Regions from separate parts of the Mus musculus genome. Here all the other regions are linked to region 3. Evidence: chromatin contacts called from public Hi-C data. All regions are on one chromosome and are shown on one strand. The core of a region is the stretch at or near the end of the contact, and the rest is flanking DNA. Distances in the headings are between cores, read along the strand shown. Region 1 overlaps Rad51b (RAD51 paralog B). Region 2 overlaps Gm36660 (a long non-coding RNA gene). Region 3 overlaps Rad51b (RAD51 paralog B).

The links. A called contact is a pair of places that touch in the nucleus more often than the background predicts.
Region 1: a Hi-C map of uterus shows a contact between it and region 3, with 4 times the contacts expected there. The contact joins two enhancer-like sites. A contact is called at or near these places in 3 of 484 Hi-C or Micro-C datasets (bone marrow-derived macrophages, embryonic fibroblasts and uterus), 1 of 115 datasets of contacts at active chromatin or transcription factors (embryonic stem cells) and 2 of 9 other capture datasets (bone marrow-derived macrophages and embryonic stem cells).
Region 2: a contact with region 3 is called in a Hi-C map of bone marrow-derived macrophages, with 17 read pairs. The contact joins two enhancer-like sites. A contact is called at or near these places in 1 of 15 datasets of contacts at CTCF or cohesin (large pre-B cells), 3 of 484 Hi-C or Micro-C datasets (the HPC-7 cell line, bone marrow-derived macrophages and nephron progenitors), 6 of 115 datasets of contacts at active chromatin or transcription factors (the NIH/3T3 cell line, Th17 cells, embryonic stem cells and 2 more) and 1 of 9 other capture datasets (embryonic stem cells).

The regions. Positions count from the first base shown.
Region 1 is chr12:79,323,593-79,327,674 of GRCm38.p6, forward strand. It overlaps Rad51b (RAD51 paralog B), which reads left to right. Exons shown (of 11, transcript NM_009014.3): 6 at 1,375-1,494; 7 at 3,629-3,812. Among named protein-coding and RNA genes, the nearest start is that of Rad51b, 28 kb to the left of the region's middle. Within about 2 kb of position 2,814, at least 10 of the 459 cell types and tissues checked have an H3K27ac peak or open chromatin away from gene starts, as enhancers often do. A contact at or near this core is called in uterus, where this site is marked.
Region 2 is chr12:80,045,157-80,049,030 of GRCm38.p6, forward strand. The region is part of intron 3 of Gm36660 (a long non-coding RNA gene); the gene reads right to left. Among named protein-coding and RNA genes, the nearest start is that of Gm36834, 28 kb to the left of the region's middle. Within about 2 kb of position 1,610, at least 54 of the 459 cell types and tissues checked have an H3K27ac peak or open chromatin away from gene starts, as enhancers often do. A contact at or near this core is called in bone marrow-derived macrophages, where this site is marked.
Region 3 is chr12:79,610,843-79,614,602 of GRCm38.p6, forward strand. All of the region lies in intron 7 of Rad51b (RAD51 paralog B), which reads left to right. Among named protein-coding and RNA genes, the nearest start is that of Gm36048, 190 kb to the right of the region's middle. Within about 2 kb of position 2,044, at least 163 of the 459 cell types and tissues checked have an H3K27ac peak or open chromatin away from gene starts, as enhancers often do. A contact at or near this core is called in bone marrow-derived macrophages and uterus, where this site is marked.

The DNA.
Region 1 (4,082 bases), core at 1,564-4,063, 290 kb before region 3:
TTCCTCACCCCTCCCTTCCTCACCCTTCCCTTCTCTCTCTCTCTCTCTCTCTCTCTCTCTCTCTCTCTTTCTTTCTTTCTTTCTTTCTTTTGAGACAGAGTTTCTCTGTATAGCCCTGGCTGTCCTGGAACTCACTTTGTAGACCAGGCTGGCCTTGAACTCAGAAATCCGACTGCCTCTGCCTCCCGAGTGCTGGGATTAAAGGCGTGCACCACCACTGCCCTGCTCTTTTTTGCTTTTCTTACTTCCTGTCCTTCTTCCCTCAGTCCCCATGCCTTGTCAAACACGCCTTACTCGGATACCCCTTTAAATACTATTTTTCTCTTGAAGCATTTTTACCTCTTCTTATTGAACCAAATTATATATTTTTCTTTTCAGTTGACTGAAAATGCACTTAAAAAGTTCTTGACTGTCTTCATTTTTCTCTTTCCTGTTTTAGGTCCCTCCCTTGCTTCTGACTATAGCATATTTAGGGATTTGTTTTGTTTATCTATTTAAAGTTCTCAGCCTCTTCCCAGAGCCCTTTAACTGGGGATGAAGACACTACTCTTTTGTTCTCCTGTGTCTCTTATGTGAACGTAGACTATGGGTGGCTTCGTGTTTGCAGTTTCTTTTCCAGATTCCCTGGATGGCTAAGTAGGGCTGACGAGTCATTGCAATTGGGAGACAGTTATACTCCAAGAGTTTTGTTTTTCAGTTTTATATCTTACCCTTTTGTAATTTCTAGCGATGCCCTTCGTGCCTCTTTCTGCTGAACGACGCTGTCCTTTATGCTTTGAGTTATCTTCTTCACTTGACCTGCCCCACATGATGAGGTTTAGCCTCGGGGTCTGAATTCAGTATTCAGAAAATAGCTTTTTGTTAACAAGAAGTAACTGGATAGCATTAATTTGGTTAAACAATAATTTCCTATTTACCAAGGAACTACTAAATAGCTTTAAATTTTAATTGAGAAAGCATATTTTCTAGGAAGAGACAAGGCAACTGAGATATGTTATTATTAGGAAACAGTACCATACTTATTGAAACAGACTTTGTTCATTCAAGCAACTGAAAGCTTTTTCTAACATTTCTAATATGTAAAAGTAGCTGCTATGAAAATGTTATCTGTAAACATTATTTCCAGAAATAAAATCTTGGGAATATTGTTGCTTGTTGGAAATTTGATGAGACTTAGAACCCTTGATAGCCAACCTCTGATAATTCTCACAGAGGCCACGTGTATTCCAAACTGGTGTTTTGAGCCTTTTGCTTACGCCTGACATACGGATACGTCTTAGTACTTTCCCATGTGGAGTGTGTTGGGGACTCAGCAGTGTCTCTCTCTTTTAGTATTCACTATTCTCTCTTGTATGCTATTCCCTTCTCTCATAGACTGGTTGAGATTGCGGAATCTCGTTTTCCACAATATTTTAACACTGAGGAAAAATTGCTTCTGACCAGCAGTAGAGTTCATCTTTGCCGAGAGCTCACCTGTGAGGGGCTTCTACAAAGGTAGGCGGTTTCACATTACTAAAACATCTTATATTTTAGTAATGCTTTGAAAGTTTTCTCCTCCCCGTTTTCAGCTTCTTAGTAAAATAATTCTTATATAATGGAGTTAAAGAAATAATAATTTGGGCTGGAGAGATGGCTCAATGGTTTAGAGCACTGACTGCTCTTCCAGAGGTCCTGAGTTCAATTCCCAGCAACCACATAGTGACTCACAACCATCAGTAATGGGATCCGAAGTCCTCTTCTGATGTGTCTGAAGACAGCTACAGTGTATTCATATACATAAAGTAAATACATCTTTAAAAAAAATAATAATTTGTGCCTTCTTCATTCATTGTAGTTTTTTTGAAATGTTTCTTTAAAATGGAAAAAAAATCAGTGAATATTTTAGAATCTAAGTAGCTTATTAATTATAAGTTGTTTTGTTAGTGAACTACCTGTAAATGTGGCAGCTTAGAACAGCAAATACTTATTTTCTGGCGAGTGAGCTTCTGGAAGTGGCTCAGCTGGCTCTCCTGCTTTGCTTGTTGTCCAGGATAGCTGTTGTTTTGTTGACCAGTGGGCTGGTATGCCTGTACCCAAGCTCACTCGTGCACCATTGGAAGGCGTCCTTTCTTTACACAAGGAAAGTGTAGTCTTTCACCCCCACTGTCTGGAATAAGAGCATCACCATTTTGTCATGAGCACTTGTCACATAGACCAACTCTTGTGTAGTATGGGAAGGCATTTATGTAGAAATTCATAAAAAGATAGGACACACCAGGATAGGGGAATAAGAGGAGGCTGTTTTAGAGGCCGTTTTAGACTGGCTACACAAGTAGCTTTCCTGTAAAATTACAGCTTTTGTAGTATTGTAGGGCAACATGAAAACACTGTTGATATTTCCAGAAGAATGCAATGTGATAGGAGTGGTGAACTAAGTTATGTGTGCTGAATTTTACAGCCATCGCTGTGTGTGTGTGTGTGTGTGTGTGTGTGTGTGTGTGTGGTATGTGTGTGTGTGTGCACACACATGAGTGCATGAGCAAGTGCATGTGTGTTACTGGGCTTGAACCTAGGGCCTCGTGTGTCAGGCAAGGGCTGAGCTGCATCTCAGCACTTTTTTTTTTTAAAAAGATTTATTTTATTTATTTGAGTACACTGTAGCTGTTTCCAGACACCCCAGAAGAGGACATCAGATCCTTTTACAGATGGTTGTGAGCCACCCTGTGGTTGCTGGGAATTGAACTCATGACCTTTGGAAGAGCAGTCAGCGCTCTTATCCACTGAGCCATCTCTCCAGCTCCTCTCAGCACTTTTTTAAGTTTTTATTTTGATAACATACAGACTATGTTATCCAGTATGGTTTTGAACAACTCCCACTGTAGCCCAGTTTAGCCTTGACCTTGCAAACTTCTTTCTTTAATTTCCTGATTAATGAGGGCTACAGATCTCTGTTACCAGAGCTGGCTCGTTGTTATTTTAAAGCTGATTAACCCTTTCAGCATGGTGGTGTTGTTGTTTTAGGTTTATTTATTTTGTATTTTATGAGTATGAGTATTTGCCTGCATGTTTGTGTGTATACCACTTATATGTCTGGTGCCCTTGGAGGTTGGAAGAGTGGGTGGGGTCCCCTGGAACTAGAGTTACCAATGGGCGTGAACCCTCACGTACATGCTGGAAACCAAACCCTGGTCCTTTTCAAGAGAAGCAAGTGTTCCTAACTGTTGAGCCATCTGTCTCTCCAGCCCCTTCACTTTTTAAAGTCATGTCTTTGAAGTGACTTACAGATCTTCAGGGTTAGGCCTGCCTGCTTTCCTGAGTTCTAACTCCAAAAGCATGGCTGTCCTTTCCCCACCTCTGTCTCTGACCTGGAGAACAACCAGAGTCCTAAGCGTGTTTGCTCTCAACCTCCAGGCTGTTTGCTCTAACGCCCTCTTCCCCTCACAGATGTTTGCAGACCTCCATTGCACTCTAAGTCTTCACTGGCTCCCTCCTCCCAGCAGCTGCCAGGATTTACAGCTTGCCCAACTTGTGTTTTGGCTTTTCTCTCAAACCCTAATACAGTGTTCTTCTATTTTCCTTCTGAAAAGAAAAATAAAAAAGAGTTCGTGTCTTACACTTGTTTGTTATTTTACAAATTCTACTTTCACAGGCTTGAGTCTTTGGAGGAAGAGATCATTTCGAAAGGAGTTAAGCTTGTGATTGTTGACTCCATTGCTTCTGTGGTCAGAAAGGAGTTTGACCCGAAGCTTCAAGGCAACATCAAAGAAAGGAACAAGTTCTTGGGCAAAGGAGCGTCCTTACTGAAGTACCTGGCAGGGGAGTTTTCAATCCCAGTAAGTGTCCCTTTTCCTTCTTTTCTCTTAAGGTCATGACCTTACAGTATCAGATGATATACTTAGGGAAGACTAAACATCTGACTTCTAAAGTTGGATTGCTATGGCAAGTAACTGCTTTCGTAAGCCACCCTCTCTGCTGGTTATGTCCCCTTTTATAACATGACCCGGGACAGACTTAAGTGTTTCTGGCGGTTCCCACCGTCCCTTCCTTCATTCCTTCTCACGGGTTACTCATTCTGTGAGTTCTGTGTCACGTCTGTCATGCTG
Region 2 (3,874 bases), core at 360-2,859, 430 kb after region 3:
TGCTATGAACATAGTGGAGCATGTGTCCTTCTTACCGGTTGGAACATCTTCTGGATATATGCCCAGGAGAGGTATTGCTGGATCCTCCGGTAGTACTATGTCCAATTTTCTGAGGAACCGCCAGACTGATTTCCAGAGTGGTTGTACAAGCTTGCAATCCCACCAACAATGGAGGAGTGTTCCTCTTTCTCCACATCCTCGCCAGCAACTGCTGTCACCTGAATTTTTGATCTTAGCCATTCTGACTGGAGTGAGGTGGAATCTCAGGGTTGTTTTGATCCCCAATGATTAAGGATGTTGAACATTTTTTCAGGTGCTTCTCAGCCATTCGGTATTCCTCAGGTGAGAATTCTTTGTTTAGCTCTGAGCCCCATTTTTAATGGGGTTATTTGATTTTCTGGAGTCCACCTTCTTGAGTTCTTTATATATATTGGATATTAGTCCCCTATCTGATTTAGGATAGGTAAAGATCCTTTCCCAATCTGTTGGTGGCCTTTTTGTCTTATTGACAGTGTCTTTTGCCTTGCAGAAGCTTTGCAATTTTATGAGGTCCCATTTGTCGATTCTCGATCTTACAGCACAAGCCATTGCTGTTCTATTCAGGAATTTTTCTCCTGTACCCATATCTTCTAGGTTTTTCCCTACTTTCTCCTCTATAAGTTTCAGTGTCTTAGTTTTATGTGGAGTTCCTTAATCCACTTAGATTTGACCTTAGTACAAGGAGATAGGAATGGATCAATTCGCATTCTTCTACATGATAACCGCCAGTTGTGCAGGAGGGACTTTTCAAGGCCCTCGGTGAACTCCTGACATCATAGGTAGCACTGAATTCTACCTAGGCTCCTCTTACATACATACCTATGATAGGGTTTAATGCGTGACTTAGATGTAGCAAGAGATTGACAGCAATAACAAATAATAAAACAGAGCCATTATAACAAGATGCTATAATAAAAGATATGTGGAGATGATCTTTTTTTTCCCTCAACTGTCTTGCTACAGTGTTCTAGTGCTTCTGGTAATGATGGGAGATAATGGACTGAGTTGATGTCCACGTGGTGACGTAGCATTAGGCTACAACTGACCCTCTGAAGACATATCAGAGGGAGGATCGTGTGCTTCATTTGGAGCAAGATTTCTTCACCATGCCACTCCTTACAGCCTACAATCTTAAACTTGCTCTTTCAGGAATTTTTCTATGTAATGTATGTGGGTCACAATTGGCTAGTCCAGATAACCAAAGTCACAGAAAAAAAAACAAAAACCGTAACACCACTTTCCCTCCAAGTTCCCATCACTGGAACATCCCAAGGACGAATAAGGAAGGGACCAAGCAGTAGTGTCTCTACACATGATGTTTAAGGCTACCCATGCAAAACAGAGTGAAGAACCAGAAATAGTGTTTGGGAAGCATAGTTGTGAGGTTTTCCTATCCATCACCTATACATGTGCTTCCCAGTTACACAACTCCCCAACCTCACTGTCCTATGGACACCAAGTAAGCCAATGCGCTACAAGTTGGGCAAGCCAATCCAGGGACCAGAGCATGTGCTAGCTGTATGACTTCAGACACGGCGGTTATACTCCTGCCAAGCCTGTTTCCTCATTTCTAATAATCTCTGCCTCCTCCCTGCCCCAGAAGGAAGCTGTGAGAATTCACTGAGTAATGTCTATCTACAAAGCACTTAGCTTGCAAGAGAAGAGTCCTACATAAGCAGAAGATGACGGTGGCTGTTGTGACAGCTGCTTGAGTCTCTTAGCCATTTCCCAGCCCTTTATTTGCTGCTGTTAGAGCTTAGCCTGCTGTGAGTCACTATGGTCCTGTTCCCAAGGTTTTGCTAAAAGAATTCCCCTTGAGCGTATATTCCTATCTGGCTACACAGCCAATTGAGGCGACATCAGAAAACAAGGCTAAGAAAATATGCTGTCACAACCTTCCCTAGCACCTGACTCCACTTTGCTTCTTATCTACTGGACTGTAATTTCATAAGGGTGGGAACATCTAGGCCACAATGTTGCTCAACTAAAGGGGGGGGCACCTTTTACCACCACTTAATTGGCAACAAATTTGTTGAATGACTTCCTGAGTGAAACACTGCCTAGCTGAGATTTAAGTAAAAACTAACATTTTTGAATTCTCACCATGTAAAAAGGGTACCACATACTCTTTATTTTATTTATTCAACTCAACAGCCCTATGAAATCAAACTCATATTGTGTGAATGAGCAAACTGAAGTTAACCCCTATAAACGATCACCAAGGCCATGGATAAGCTGGCCATCTCCTGTAGATGTCTTAGCCAAACTAACAGGAAGATAGCACCAGAAAAAAAACTTCTGGAACAATACATTAAACCAAACTCTTATGGGCTGGCTGGGGAAATAACTCACTGGGAATAACGTTCATTGTATAAACATGGGGACCTGAGTTCAGATCCCCACACTCATGTAAAAAGGAACTGTAGCACACACCCGCAGCCCCAGCACTGGGTCAGGGGAAGAGATGATCCCCAGAACTTGCTGGTGAGCCACTCTAGCTAAAACTGTTAGCTACAGTTTCGATGAGAGAGCCTGTGTCAAAAAAAAAAAAAAAAGTAAGGTGGAGAGAGACAGAAGACACCCAGTACCAATCTCTGACTTCCATGTACACAGCACTGGGACACATATCACGGGAGGGGGTGTTAAGGAGAGGAAAGGAGGAGTGGGAGAAAAAGGAAAGGAGGGGGAAAAAGGGAAAAAGAGACAGCTGGAGAGGAAGAAATGGGGTTAGGTAGTGGTAGCACACACCTCCAATCCCAGCACTTGAGAGGCAGAGACAAGCAAATCTTTTTGAGTTCAAGGTCAGCCTAGGCTATAGAGCAAGCTCCAAGACAGCCAAGACTACAGAGAAACCCTGTCTGGAAAAACAAAAAACAAAACAAACAAAAGAAGGAGGAGGAGAAGGAGGGAAAGAAAAGAAGTGGGAGGCCCTGGGTGGCAACTGCTGGATGAGAAAGAACACAGGTTGCAGTAGGTTCTTACAACTTTCCAAAGAGAGTCCTTGGAGCTGCGATGCCCCCTCCTGTACCTCCTCCAGCCCTGGCTCTTCTAGCCCACCTTTTCCTCCTCCAGCATCCACCCTGCATCACATACATACACACAAAGTCTCTGCCACAAGCTCTTCCCACAAATATACATAAACATACAGTCACACAAGGGCCATTCTTCACTAGTAAAGCTCAGATTCTTGGGCAGTGAGGAGTGCAGACAAGCAAGACCCCGGATGATGCAAATTATGCCGAGAGCATGGAGTGCTCTTTGCTTCAGCACTGCTGAAACTCAACAGTATATGAAATAGATTTTTGGATTTTGTTCTACATTCCCTATTAGGGACATTTTCCTCCTGTGAGCCTTATCGATGACATGTTCCCCCTGGTCCAAAGGATTGACCCACATTCAACCCCTGCATTCATTTTCTGAGCTCTGTTGACCTTTATTAGTCCTTTGATATAGGGACAATAATCTCTGGTCTGATATCTGAAGGAACTTGGGCTTTCAGAGACCTACAATAGGCCTTGTTTGAGTAGCAATCCTTAAGAAGGGCCCATGGGGGAAGTGCATATTGACTCAGGCCCTTGGCACAGGCAAAGGAATTTTTGACAGTTGAGAGGCACTTCCAGGTGAATGTAAACTCCAGGGTTTGGTGACTCCCTTCAACTGGGCCCTGATAACCACAGGGCAACCTGTTTGCAGGCTAACTACTCCTGGCTTCCCTACCTGACTCCTGGAGGAGAGTGGTGGGATTGAGTTTATGAGTACCATTTGTCCTTACTGTCAACCCGCCGCACAGTCCCCAGGAGATGGAGGTCTGTGGGAAAAAAATACTCACACTTCA
Region 3 (3,760 bases), core at 794-3,293:
TCCTCCAGGAAAAGGTTCTATTGCAGGAGCGCCCAAAGGGCCCCGCCTCCCTGGGCAGATAGTGACTTGATGGAGCTAAAGCAGTGTAGCATCCCAGTGAGCCTTTCTGCTGTTTGGCTAGTGGAGGAAGATTGACACAAACCTTGGCTAGCCCTGTCTTCGTGGCCTCTAGAAAAGACTAGAGAAAAATCTGTTTGTCTTAGAAAGTGGATGGTCTAGCAGAGGGGAGAAAGGAGAGGGCTAGATCCTCTGGGACCAGTGTGCTTGTGTAGTGTACACAACACGACACCCAGGGATACCAGGCAAAGCTAACTCCTGGCATTCTCCCAAAGGATGGACAAGCTGAGATGTTCAAAGCAGGTCACCCTCCATAGAGGAAAAGCTCACGAGCCTGAGGTGGCTGTGAGTCGCGTCCTGCCCTGGCAGTCATGGTCATGTTCCAGGCTTGATGGCGCTTCAGTGTGACTCTTGTCTGCAGTTCACGTCAGTGGGCTCTCATTACTGTCTTCCTAAGTCCTGTTGACATTTGTAGGCAGAGAAGAAATCTGGATAAGGAAAATTCTTTTCTTGACATTGTTTAAAAGCATTACTAAAAAAAGAACAGACAGTATTTTCAGAGCTATGTGGAAGCAATGACGTTCGTGGTCAGTGTGGAAGCTCAGGTGGGTAGCTTGGTGAGCTGTTTCAGGCCACAGCCATTTGTGAGCAGCCTGGGATGTTCTGATATGGATACGAACACATTCATACTTCAGTGGCCACCTTTTTCTTCCCAAGACTGTCTTTTCTAGCATACAGCTTTTAGGATTTTTCTGGAAAAATTGCATTGTATTGGTTTGTGATGAGCTTAAGTTTCCAAAGAAATCCTACTGGATCCTCAAGACTGTTTCGTGTAAGGGGAAGAGTGGGTATCAGAAGCAAGCCATCTTTTTATCTTAGAAGTGGCAGGAGGTGGCTGTTCAGTCTACAGCTGACTTATCTGTGTATTTACAAACTGCAACTGAGGACAGCGAAGTGGCTTTGCTTGAAGTTACACAGAAAGTTAGTTCAGGAACAGCAAAGAAAAGCCCTGCCTCCTCATGCCTGGCTTGTCATCACAATGTGAGCTCTGTCCAGAAGAAGGGAATTCAGTCCTGTTGCTTTAAGAAATTTTGTGGGCCAGGCAGTGGTGGTACACCTTTAATCCCAGCAGATTAAAGGCAGAGGCAGGCAGATTTCTGTGAGTTTGAGGCCAGCCTGGCCTACAGAGAAAGTTCTAGGACAGCCAGAGCTACACAGAGAAACCCTGTCTTGAAAAAAAAATATTGTGAATATGTAAGACATTGAAGTGGCTTGTCAAGGTGGGCTCGTTATCCTGGATGAAGCATAATTTTAAAGAAATGTATTTGGAACACTCTAATTTTAACCTATGTTCTAATTCTAGCCCACAGAATTTTTGCTCAAAGTGCCCCCGCATACATTTTGTTCGAGCAGACCCTCAAGGCAGTTTTGTGGAAGTAGGAAAGACACATCTAAGTACAGCTGTTTTCCAGAAACAGAACTGAAGCTGGAAGCTGTGTGTGACCCAACCACACTGCTAGGAAGCTGCTGAGCGGGGCTCACGCCCAGGCGTGCAGGCCAAGCCCACGGCTTATCTCATTGCCCCACCATGCGTGTTGCTAAAATGATGTTTTAAAAAGCAGTCCCTTTTCCTCATCTTCTCCTGCAACGGCTACACTTTTCCTGCCCTGCCCGAGACAGTGCTGCCGTAGCCACACCATTTACCATATGTGGAGGGAATGGGCCTTCTCCTCCGCGCCTTCACTTCAGACCCAGTACTCTTTGCTTCCCCTTCAGATGTGAGGGGCTGCTGGGGTTATTGGCAGTGTCTCACTAGGCTGCCAGCGTTGAATAACCTTCATTTAAAACAAAAACAAACAAGGGAACAAGGGATAGGGAATTTAGCAAAGTTCTTGGCTCCCTTTTCTGGCTCTTCTTGAAACCCAGCATGCATTGTCAAGACGTGCTGCTTGTTTTCACACTGAACGCTAGGTGGCAGGGTGGCCACACCACTGGCTGTGGTCCCAGGGACAGGAATGAGGAGGCCTAGACCATCTGTGGCTTGGGGAGATTAGGCTAACCAACCTGGCTGATCTCTGCTTGACAGGGAACTGCCCGCAGTGAGTCTGAAACATATGCTTCCAAGATACTGCCTTTAAGTTTCCTTCTCCCTTTATTCCCTCAGCCCACTTGCAGTTTAATTTTTCTGCCCCATTGCATTCTGGTAGTAGAGGGCAGACACTGCCTGCCAGCAGCTGCCTCGAAGGGCAGATTGTGATGGGAGCACACAGTGGTGCTGGCACTCTTGCCTTGGCATGTCATTTGGGTCATGGGTGTCTGAAGGTAAGACCTTCCCTTGAGTTCATTAGATATTTCTCAGAGGGACAGCAGACTGAGCCTGAAGATCATAGTAAGCCATTACCCTACGATCACTCACTGTCCCCACTAACTCAGATACGCTGAAGATCACAAAAACAAGCAAACAAACCAAACAACAACAGAAGGCAGATTTTTGTTTTGCTGGCATGGCGCCATCTTGATTCTGCTGTGTAGCTAGACTGGCAGAGCTGCCGTAGGTGGGTGAGACATGGCTTCCAGTTTTTGTTCTTGTTTTCTTACCTAATAGTGTACTGGGGTCTGCTACCCTGGATGCCTCGCAGGCCACAGGCCGCAGGCCACAGTAAGCTAAATAAAGCACCAGTACAAGTTGTGTCCTTTCATGTTGTAGAGAGCATGAACTCCGGTTACAGAAATACTTCTCTGGATCTTTGGATTTTTTTTTTTTTTCTAAGAAAGAAGAAACACCATTAAAACAAAACATTGTGTACCAACTGAGGATAGCACCCTGACAGTACCCACCTTGAGACTTCAGTTAAAAAAAAAAAAAACAAGTCTGAATGTAGAAAATTGATCAAACAGAAAGATTTCGTTTTAATTACAAAGCATTCTTTCCTCACAGCTGAAACCACAATCAGATTTCATTAAACAGTGAGTAGTGAGTTCCTGATGTGGATTGTAAGTGACTCCATCGATGAGAATTAAAAAAAAAAAAAAATAGACTGTGTAAGTCGCAACTTTTCAGGAACTCACTTGTTGCGTAATACCAAGAACCAAGTGTCTTTGTACAAGAACCAAAATCACTTTGTACATATTCTTACATCACGACCTACCATTTCCCAACTGGGGAACCCAAAGCATTTTTTGGTTTTCAGCTAAGAGTCCTGATAAAATCCTAATTTTGCACATACAGCGTTGGTGACACTGAAGGGCCTCGTGAATGTGACCAAGGTGACTCGTCTACAGGATAGTTCTGTAGATGAAGGCCCAAGTGTTCTGCTGATTCAGTTGCCTAATGGACTTTCATTAAATTCAGCAATATGACTTTTGAGAATACCTCAAACAACGTACATAAAGCAGGCCAAGGATATTAATTGCAGGCTTTGAAGCTGGAAGAGGGTGGTGAGACCTTCTCCTTCCCTAAGAAAGAAATGTCATAAAAATTCCAAAGCAGAGATCAAATTTCCAGGGGGAGGGGCTTCTTTATTGTTTCCTCTAATAGCTGCTCTTGAGCCTTCTAGAGTGCTGTGTAGATTAGCCCTGGGCAGGGACTAAACAACAGCTTGGCTTTGCCCCACTCTAGTATTTTGCACCCATTTTGAATGATTAATTTATGATATTTTTGCTCTTGTCGGTCCTTTCTTTTATTCCACCTCCCTTCCCTCCC